2 separate regions of the Mus musculus genome follow, and region 2 is linked to region 1. A link is a contact called in public HiChIP or PLAC-seq data. All regions are on one chromosome and are shown on one strand. The core of a region is the stretch at or near the end of the contact, and the rest is flanking DNA. Distances in the headings are between cores, read along the strand shown.

Region 1 (4,058 bases), core at 133-2,632:
GTTAGGTGGGATTTCTCTCTCTCTCTCTCTCTCTCTCTCTCTCTCTGTTTTTCCTCTCCTTGTCATCGGCTTTAGGAGGACTTTTTCTCATTAAAAATCTATTTTCTGGTATAGGAGGGATCTCTTCTGGACAGAGAGTAGACTGGGGCTGTGCATCAACATTTTCTGCTTCACTTTCAGATGGGCTTTTCTTGCTTTTCTTTCGCTTCTTCTTCTTATGCTTTCGAGAATTTTTCCTATGTTTCTTTTTCCTCTTTCTGGATTTTTCTTCAGAAGCACTTTCAGAATCAGAAGACTCGGAGGAGGACGGAGAATCGGGTGAGCTATCTGAGTCACTGGTTGGGGGGGGGGGGGAAACTTATGCCTTTTCTTTTCTTCTTTCTTAACCTTAGACATCGGAATCAGCTCTCCACAACTGAGTATCCGAACTTCAGCAAATGGTTTGCTAGCAGCATCTGTTTTCTTGTTTTCAATCTCTCTCACAACTTCCTGACCAGAGATCACTTGCCCAAAAACAACATGGTGCCCATCTAAATGAGGAGTTGGTTTTGTTGCTATAAAGAACTGAGAACTATTTGTATCCTTTCCTCTGTTGGCCATTGATAAGAGAAACTCTTTGCTGAGTTTAACAGCAAAACTCTCATCTTCAAAGAATCCTCCATAAATAGATTCTCCTCCTCTTCTATTCCCTTCACTGAAGTCACCACCCTGAACCATGAAATCCTTGACAACTCTATGAAAGAGACAGCTCTTATAATGTAATGGCTTCTGAGTTGATTTCCCTGTCCCTTTTCCACCTGTACAAAGGCAGCGAAAGTTCTCACATGTTTTGGGATATACACTGGGAAAATAATTCAAAGACAACTCTTCTAGCAGGTTGATTATTAATGGCAATGTAAAAAAAAAAAAAACAAAACAAAAACAAAAACAAAAAAAAAAAAAAACCATCGAGGACGCTGGACCTTTATCCCCATGGTTCCAACACTTCAGTCTTTAAGTTGGGGGAAACAATAAAAACCAAAAATCCACCAAGGATGCCCGAGCCAATTGTTTTGCTCCACGCCGCAGCGCTCCTTCTCTGGGTTCCGAAGCCTCCAACACGAACCTAGCTCCTGGGAGCCAGGCCGCCGTCGCTGCGGCCATATTACAGCTTGTGCGGCAAAATGCGTCAGGGAGGAGGTGTGCGCCCGAGCACGGAGGGCAGGGGCTGGAGAGGAAGAGCCGCTTCCTTCGCCCCCGGGCTCGGCAGCAAGCCGCTGGGCCACCACCGGGCCCCAGGCCGCGCCGCGATCCCCGGGGCCACCCCTCCGAGCCCGAGCAGCCCAGAGACCTCAACGGAAACACGGTTACCTCCGCCCAGAGGCCCGCCGCGGCTCCGCCCCGCAGCACCATTTCTTATATCACATCTGCAGCAGCCAATCTTCACTGTCAGCTTGTCTGGATTTGGAATCATCTAGACACACCTAGACTCTTTCGGGTCCATCTTTGAGGGTGTTTCCAGAGAATTATAGATCAGGAGGGAAAGCCAACCCCGGGTATGGGCGGTACCATCCCACTGGCTGGGATCCCAGATGGAATAAAAGAAACTGTTCTTTCCTAAAGTTGCTGCTGTCAGGTCATTTGTCATAGCAACAACAACAACAACAACAACAACAACAACAACAACAACAACAACCAAGTAGGCTGTGGACATTTCTTAGTCAGCAAAATGTTTGCAGCTTAAGCAGTAGGACCTGAGTTTGGGTGCTGAGCATCTACATGAAAAGCCAGGTGTGGTAAAACACATCCTTAGTCCTGGCCCTGGGGAGACAGAACAAAAGGATGCTAAGGCCTTACTGTACAATCTAGTCAAAGCAGGAAGCTCCGTGCTTAGCAAGAGACTCTGTCTTAATATGTGTAGCTTAATCTTCTTGTGGAACTCCTAACAGAAGGAGTTGGGGGTATATCTGACTCTTCTGCCTGCTTTCCGTCCTACTGGGTTGCCTCATCCAGCATTAAAACAAGGGGAGGCACCTAATCCTATTACAACGTGATACACCATGTTTGGTTGATATCCCTGGGAGACCTGCTGTTTTCTGAAGGGAAATGAAAAGAGAGGAAATGGGAGTGCGAGGGGAGGATGGAGTGGAAACTGTAGTCAGAATATACCTTAATGTGAGACAAGAGTAAATTTTAAAAGTTAAAACAACAACAACAAACTTTTTAAAAGTGGGAAGTGATTGAGGAAGATCTCTATGCTAACCTCTGCCTCCTACAGACCTTTTCTCCCTCTCCTTCTCTCTTACACACACACACACACACACACACACACACACACACACACACACACCACGCGTATTCACAGAGAGAGTATCTGATATGGATGGGAATAGAATATCCGACTCCCATTCATCCACACAAGAATGAGCTGGATATATGACTCAGTGGTAGAGCCCCTGCCTAGAATACCTCAGTGAGGGGCAGGGGGCGTGGCTCAGTGGTAGAACTCCTGCCTAGAATCCCCCAGTGAGGGGCTGGAGGTGTGGCTCAGTGGTAGAGTCCCTGCCTAGAATCCCCCAGTGAGGGGCTGGGGGCGTGGCTCAGTGATAGAGCCCCTGACTAGAATCCCCCAGTGAGGGGCTGGGGGTGTGGCTCAGTGGTAGAGCTCCTGCCTAGAATCCCACAGTGAGGGGGCTAGGGGCGTGGCTCAGTGGTAGAGCCCCAGCCTAGAACCCCCCAGTGAGGGACTGGGGGCGTGGCTCAGTGGCAGAGCACTTTTTTTCTATCATAAATGAAGCCCTAGATTCAATTCCCAGTACTCTAAATAAAATAAAACAAAAACCCAACGAGAAAACCAACAGTAATCTGTCAGTCTTTTTCATGAATTGACAATTCATGACTTATAATTTCTAAAACCGTAAGCATTATTTTACCCTCTACCTGAATCGCACTGATTGGTCTTGGCACAGCTGCTGTGATAACTTTTCCATCAGGGCCTTGTGATGACAGAGAATAGCTCTGTTCTGCCGGCTGCTGGGTCTAACAGGTGACAAAGATGTAGATCTGGCTGGCATGGAGACACAGATCTTTAATCCTAGTGCTGGGAGAACAGAGGTCAGCCGGTTGTCAGTGAGGTAGACGCCAGCCCTCCTGTTACTTTTATTTTGAGATGAGGTTTCCCTAAGTTGTGGAGACTGGCCTTAAACTCACTCGGTCCTGCAGTCAGGCCTCGGACTTTATGCTCATATACTTCAGCCTCCTAAGTCGCTGAGGTGACAGGCCTGTGCCACCAGGTCCAATTTGGTTTTCTTTGTTTTGTTTGGTTTTGGTTTTTTGTTTTTGTTTTTGTTTTTGTTGTTGGTTGGTTGACTTATGTTTTGTCTTTTGTTTGGTTTGGTTTCCTGCTAAGCAAAGCTTTCACCACTGAGACCACACCCCCCAGTCTCCACTTTTTAAAAAAAAGTTAGTAAATGTTTGATTTTGCTCTGTCCTTTCTCCCTGAGCTAAGGTTGGCATCATTCACCCTAATGGTGGTCAGTTGCCAGGATAAAGTCAGGCCTCCCTCAGTGGTGTATACAGGACGCAGCTAGAGATAGAGATCGTGAGCTGGTGAGCTCTTATCGATTAAGAGAGGATCTCGGCAGAGCCAACTAAGCAGGGCTCACAGGGGCTTACAGAGACTCAAGTGACAACTGGGACCTTATGGGTCCTCTGCTTGTACGCTATGGCTTCATAGCTTGGTGTTCTTGTGGGACCCCTGACAGTGGGAATGAGGGCATCTCTGACTCCTTTGCTGGCTCTTGGGACCCTTCTCCTTCTCCGGGGTTGCCTCATTCAGCCTGATGTGAGGTCCGTGCCTAGTCTTAGTGTACCTGGTTGCATGCCATTTTTTTCTGTTTAGATAGTTTTAGAGCTTCTACTGTAGGAAGGCAGGGAGAAAGGAGAGAAGGTAGAAAGAGAGAAGGAGAGGCCAGCCATGGCCACGTGGAGAGAAGGCGGGACAGGGACGGAGAGAGAGAAGGTGTTACATGCCATTTTTGATATTCCATACATATCCCTGGGAGGCCTGTACCCTCTCT
Region 2 (3,828 bases), core at 795-3,294, 79 kb after region 1:
AAGAGATGTCTGAGCAGAGAGCTTGCTGCCCTTCCTAACATGGTGACTTTGGCTCCCAGCATCCATGTCAGGCAGCTTAAGGCTGCCTGTAACCTCAGCTCCATTGTGCTCTCTGGCCTCTGTGGTCTGTGATGCACGGTGGGGGATACACATTTTATACAGTGGTTCTGTCCTGGCTTGTTTTATTTTATTTTATTTTATTTTATTACATATGTAAGGAAGGGAACGTGAACCCACAATGCAATGTGGAAGCCAGAGGACAACCTTGAGCATCTTTTCTCTCCTCTTGGAGATGGAACACGGATGATCAGATTTGTCAGCAACATCTCTATGTGCTGAGTCATCACACTGGTCCAGCAAGCGTCCTCTCCATACCTCCAAATACACAGACTTATCTCTCCCTGGCAAAACTGTCAGTCACAGCTTAGGTGCCCTCAGCCATCATACCTCTGCCTCATGAGTGCTAGAATTACTGGTATGTACAATACTCCTAGCTTGGGCCCTTTCATTCATTACACACAACACATGTGTTACATATAACAGCACTAAGGATCAGACAGCCACAGTGGGAGTGAGCGTGAAGCATCCCCATCTCTTGTAACCTGGCTTTAGCATCTGTGTAGGGACTCAGGCATGCCTTTCCTATGAGCTGGGATGTCACCTCTCATCCCAGCCGCTGGGGAAGCAGGGTGCATGAAGATTCCCCAGCTGGGTCCCTGTCTGCTAAAGCTGTCGCCTGCAGGGGACGCTGGAGTGCTCTGCAGTTGGGCTGTAGCAGAAACAAACACTAAAGGTCAGAAAGGAGGGAGGAAAAAGGAACTGGGGGTCCTTAGGTGTGAGCCCCACACTTTATAGTCTTGGGGCAGCGCTATTTTTTTTTCTCCCTTTGCTCGTTTACCCCTCCCTTTGGGGAAGGGGATGCTGGTGCTCCAGCCGGGAGCCTCTCCTGCACACTGGGTAAGCACCATGCCCTGATAACCACTGTGCCTCTCCAGCCTGGGAGATCCTGGGAGAAAAGCAAGGCAGGCTTTGAGGTTCCCCAAGGCGAGGTGAGCAGCAAAAGGCAGAGTGGAGAGGAGAGAAAGGGGGAGAGAGGAAAGAGGAAAGAGAGAGAGGAGGAGGAGAGGGCAGGAAAGAGAGAAACAGAAGCAGGGATAGGAAGGTGAGGAAGGAGAAGGTGGCAGTAGTGATGATGATGATGATGATGGTGATGGTGATGGTGATGGTGATGATGATGTGATGGTGATGATGGTGGTGGTGGTGATGGTGGTGATGGTGATGATGGTGGTGGTGGTGGTGGTGGTGGTGATGGTGGTGATGGTGATGGTGGTGGTGGTGGTGGTGGTGGTGGTGGTGGTGGTGGTGATGGTGGTGGTGGTGAATGACGATAAAAAGAGCAAAGGTGTCAGGACAAGGAGGAAGAATTCCCCCTGAAAGGGGCTCGGGAGTTGAGGGTAGACTGAGGAGTGCTGGCAGCTGCAGAGAGGGGAGACAGACAGCAAGCAGAGTCCAAGCAGCATTGTCAGCCAGCTGCTGCCCCCAGGATGCAGGTGTAGGCATCAGAAGCCTGCGGCTTCTCTCCTCCCCTTCTAGCCTCGACAGCCAGAGATGGGAGAGACCCCTCTTCCTGCTCTGCAGGCCTCACAGCCAACCCCGCCCCGCCCCACCCCGCCCATCCTTGATCAGGAGTCCCGAGGGTCTCACCAGCCCCTCTCTCACTGCAGCTCCCCCCTCACCTGCTTCCCCAGGGGAGGCTCTGAGGAGCCAAAGGAGACTGAGCAGCAACATAGACGTCAGCAGGCTGGGAGCAGAACCGGATCCAGAGCCGGGGGGGTGGGGTGGGGGGTGGAAGCTGTGAGCCGTGGATCCTGGCCCCAACGCGGTGCACTGGCTTTCTGCCCTGCCAGGAATGAAAACAGAACAATTTCACCTTTGAGCTGCGCAGCCTCCCTCTCTTCTCCCCGCTACCCGGACATCAGTGCTGTAGAAAGGGAGGGAACAGGAAGCTAGGGCAGGCCTACTAGGGGCCAGGTGGGAGAGCCCCACCCTTGGCCTTCCTGTCCCCCATGACTCCATCCTTTCCAAGGACTCCGCCTTCCTCCCCTGCCTCCTGTAGACAAAGGACCAGAACAAAGCCCTGTCAGCCTTTCAGCTTTGCTTCAAGTCCCCTCGACCCTCTGTCCACAGCTGTGGGACTCAGACTGTGACTCCACGGGGAATAACGCAGAATTTAACCTAAGTCTTTTCACTATCAGAAGAACTGGACTGGGTCCCAGGAAGGGAAGACAGCTAGCCACCGGGACAAAAATGCTGCTTTAGTGTGGAAGGCAATGGCGGGAGGGTTCAAGTCTCTCAGAGCCCATAGGCAAGACAGTGCGAGGCCTGTAACAACCAGGGCTGGGGAGACAGACAGGCAGGTCCCAGGGGCTCACTGGGTAGCTCGCCTCACCAATGTGGGAACTCCAGATCAGTGAGAGACCTTGTCTGGAAAAATAAGGTAGGAAGTGAAGAAGTGAGAGTTGGAGTTGGAGGTGAGGGGATGGGGAGGGAGGAAGTGGGGGTGGGGAGGGGCGGTGTGTTACGAACACACATACACGCATACACGCATGCACACACACACAAAATAATTAAAAAGGACACATACAAGATTTGGGGGGTTGTCTTTGGGAGAGGGAGAGATGTGTGGGAGGAGGAAGAGACAAGAGTACAGTGGAAGATCTACAAAGTACACTCCTCAGCAGATAGACCATCAACCACATACAAAGTGTACAAGAACACAGTTTTCAAAAGAAAAACAGAAGATGATTTGATTTTTTAAAAAAAAAATTTGGGTAGCACTGGGGATCAAACCCTGGGGCATCCGGAATGCTTGCAAGCACTTTACCACTGAGCTGAATAGCCCCAGTCCGTCTAGCGTGATTCTGAATTGGTTGGGAGACAGCTGAGCAAGTAAGAGTGGGTAGTGCTCTGTGGAGGACCAAGTAAGAACAGGTACTGCTCTGTGGAGGACCAAGTAAGAGCGGGTACTGCTCTGTGGAGGACCAAGTAAGAGCAGGTAGTGCTCTGTGGAGGACCAAGTAAGAGCGGGTAGTGCTCTGTGGAGGACCAAGTAAGAGCGGGTAGTGCTCCTTGGAGGACCAAGTAAGAGCGGGTACTGCTCTGTGGAGGACCAAGTAAGAGCGGGTACTGCTCTGTGGAGGACCAAGTAAGAGCGAGTACTGCTCTGTGGAGGACCAAGTAAGAGCGGGTAGTGCTCTGTGGAGGACCCTGGTTTGCTCCACCACACCTGTATGAGTTGGCTCATGGCCATCTGTAACTTCAGTTCCAGTGGATCTGTAGCCCTCCTCTGACCTCTAAGGACTCCTGCATGGATATGGTGCACATATGTTCACTCAGATACATATGTGCACCTTGTTAAATAATCCCGTTCCCCACAGCCTCCTACCCACCCTCTTCTCTGTTCAGGCACGCATTTCCACAGATGTCTGTTGCCCTCTGGTTAATTACGGCTCTAGTTTAAAAAAAAATGGCAGCAACCCAAGTTGGGTTATGGCCACTCTGCAATGAGAGCTGGGTGTGCAGTGATTGTATAGCCTGCTCCAGACCCTTGGTTCAACCGTGGTGTGGGTTGGTGGGTGGGGGAGGGTACCACCAGGAAATCATAGAATAGTCACACTGTGGACTACCATGCTCAACTCAGAAAGAAAAGGCATGAACACCAGGTGTGTGGCACATATGCTGTCTTGGGAGGTGGAGGCAGGAGGATTGTGAGTTCCAGACAAGTCTGGAGTACATAGTGAAAGGGAGGGGGAAGGGATGGAAGAACTT

Evidence for each region. HiChIP or PLAC-seq counts read pairs in DNA pulled down with a chosen protein or histone mark.
Region 2: a contact with region 1 is called in an H3K4me3 HiChIP or PLAC-seq map of embryonic stem cells, with 2.8 times the contacts expected there. The contact joins two enhancer-like sites. A contact is called at or near these places in 3 of 484 Hi-C or Micro-C datasets (bone marrow-derived macrophages, embryonic fibroblasts and embryonic stem cells), 8 of 115 datasets of contacts at active chromatin or transcription factors (craniofacial prominence, embryonic basal ganglia, embryonic stem cells and 5 more) and 3 of 9 other capture datasets (adipose tissue, liver and pancreatic islet).

What each region holds. Positions count from the first base shown.
Region 1 is chr5:137,188,264-137,192,321 of GRCm38.p6, forward strand. It overlaps the pseudogene Gm20768. Among named protein-coding and RNA genes, the nearest start is that of Gm40349, 3.9 kb to the left of the region's middle. Within about 2 kb of position 1,383, at least 85 of the 459 cell types and tissues checked have an H3K27ac peak or open chromatin away from gene starts, as enhancers often do. A contact at or near this core is called in embryonic stem cells and intestinal crypt epithelium, where this site is marked.
Region 2 is chr5:137,266,752-137,270,579 of GRCm38.p6, forward strand. No RefSeq gene overlaps it. Among named protein-coding and RNA genes, the nearest start is that of Ache, 20 kb to the right of the region's middle. Within about 2 kb of position 2,045, at least 48 of the 459 cell types and tissues checked have an H3K27ac peak or open chromatin away from gene starts, as enhancers often do. A contact at or near this core is called in embryonic stem cells and intestinal crypt epithelium, where this site is marked.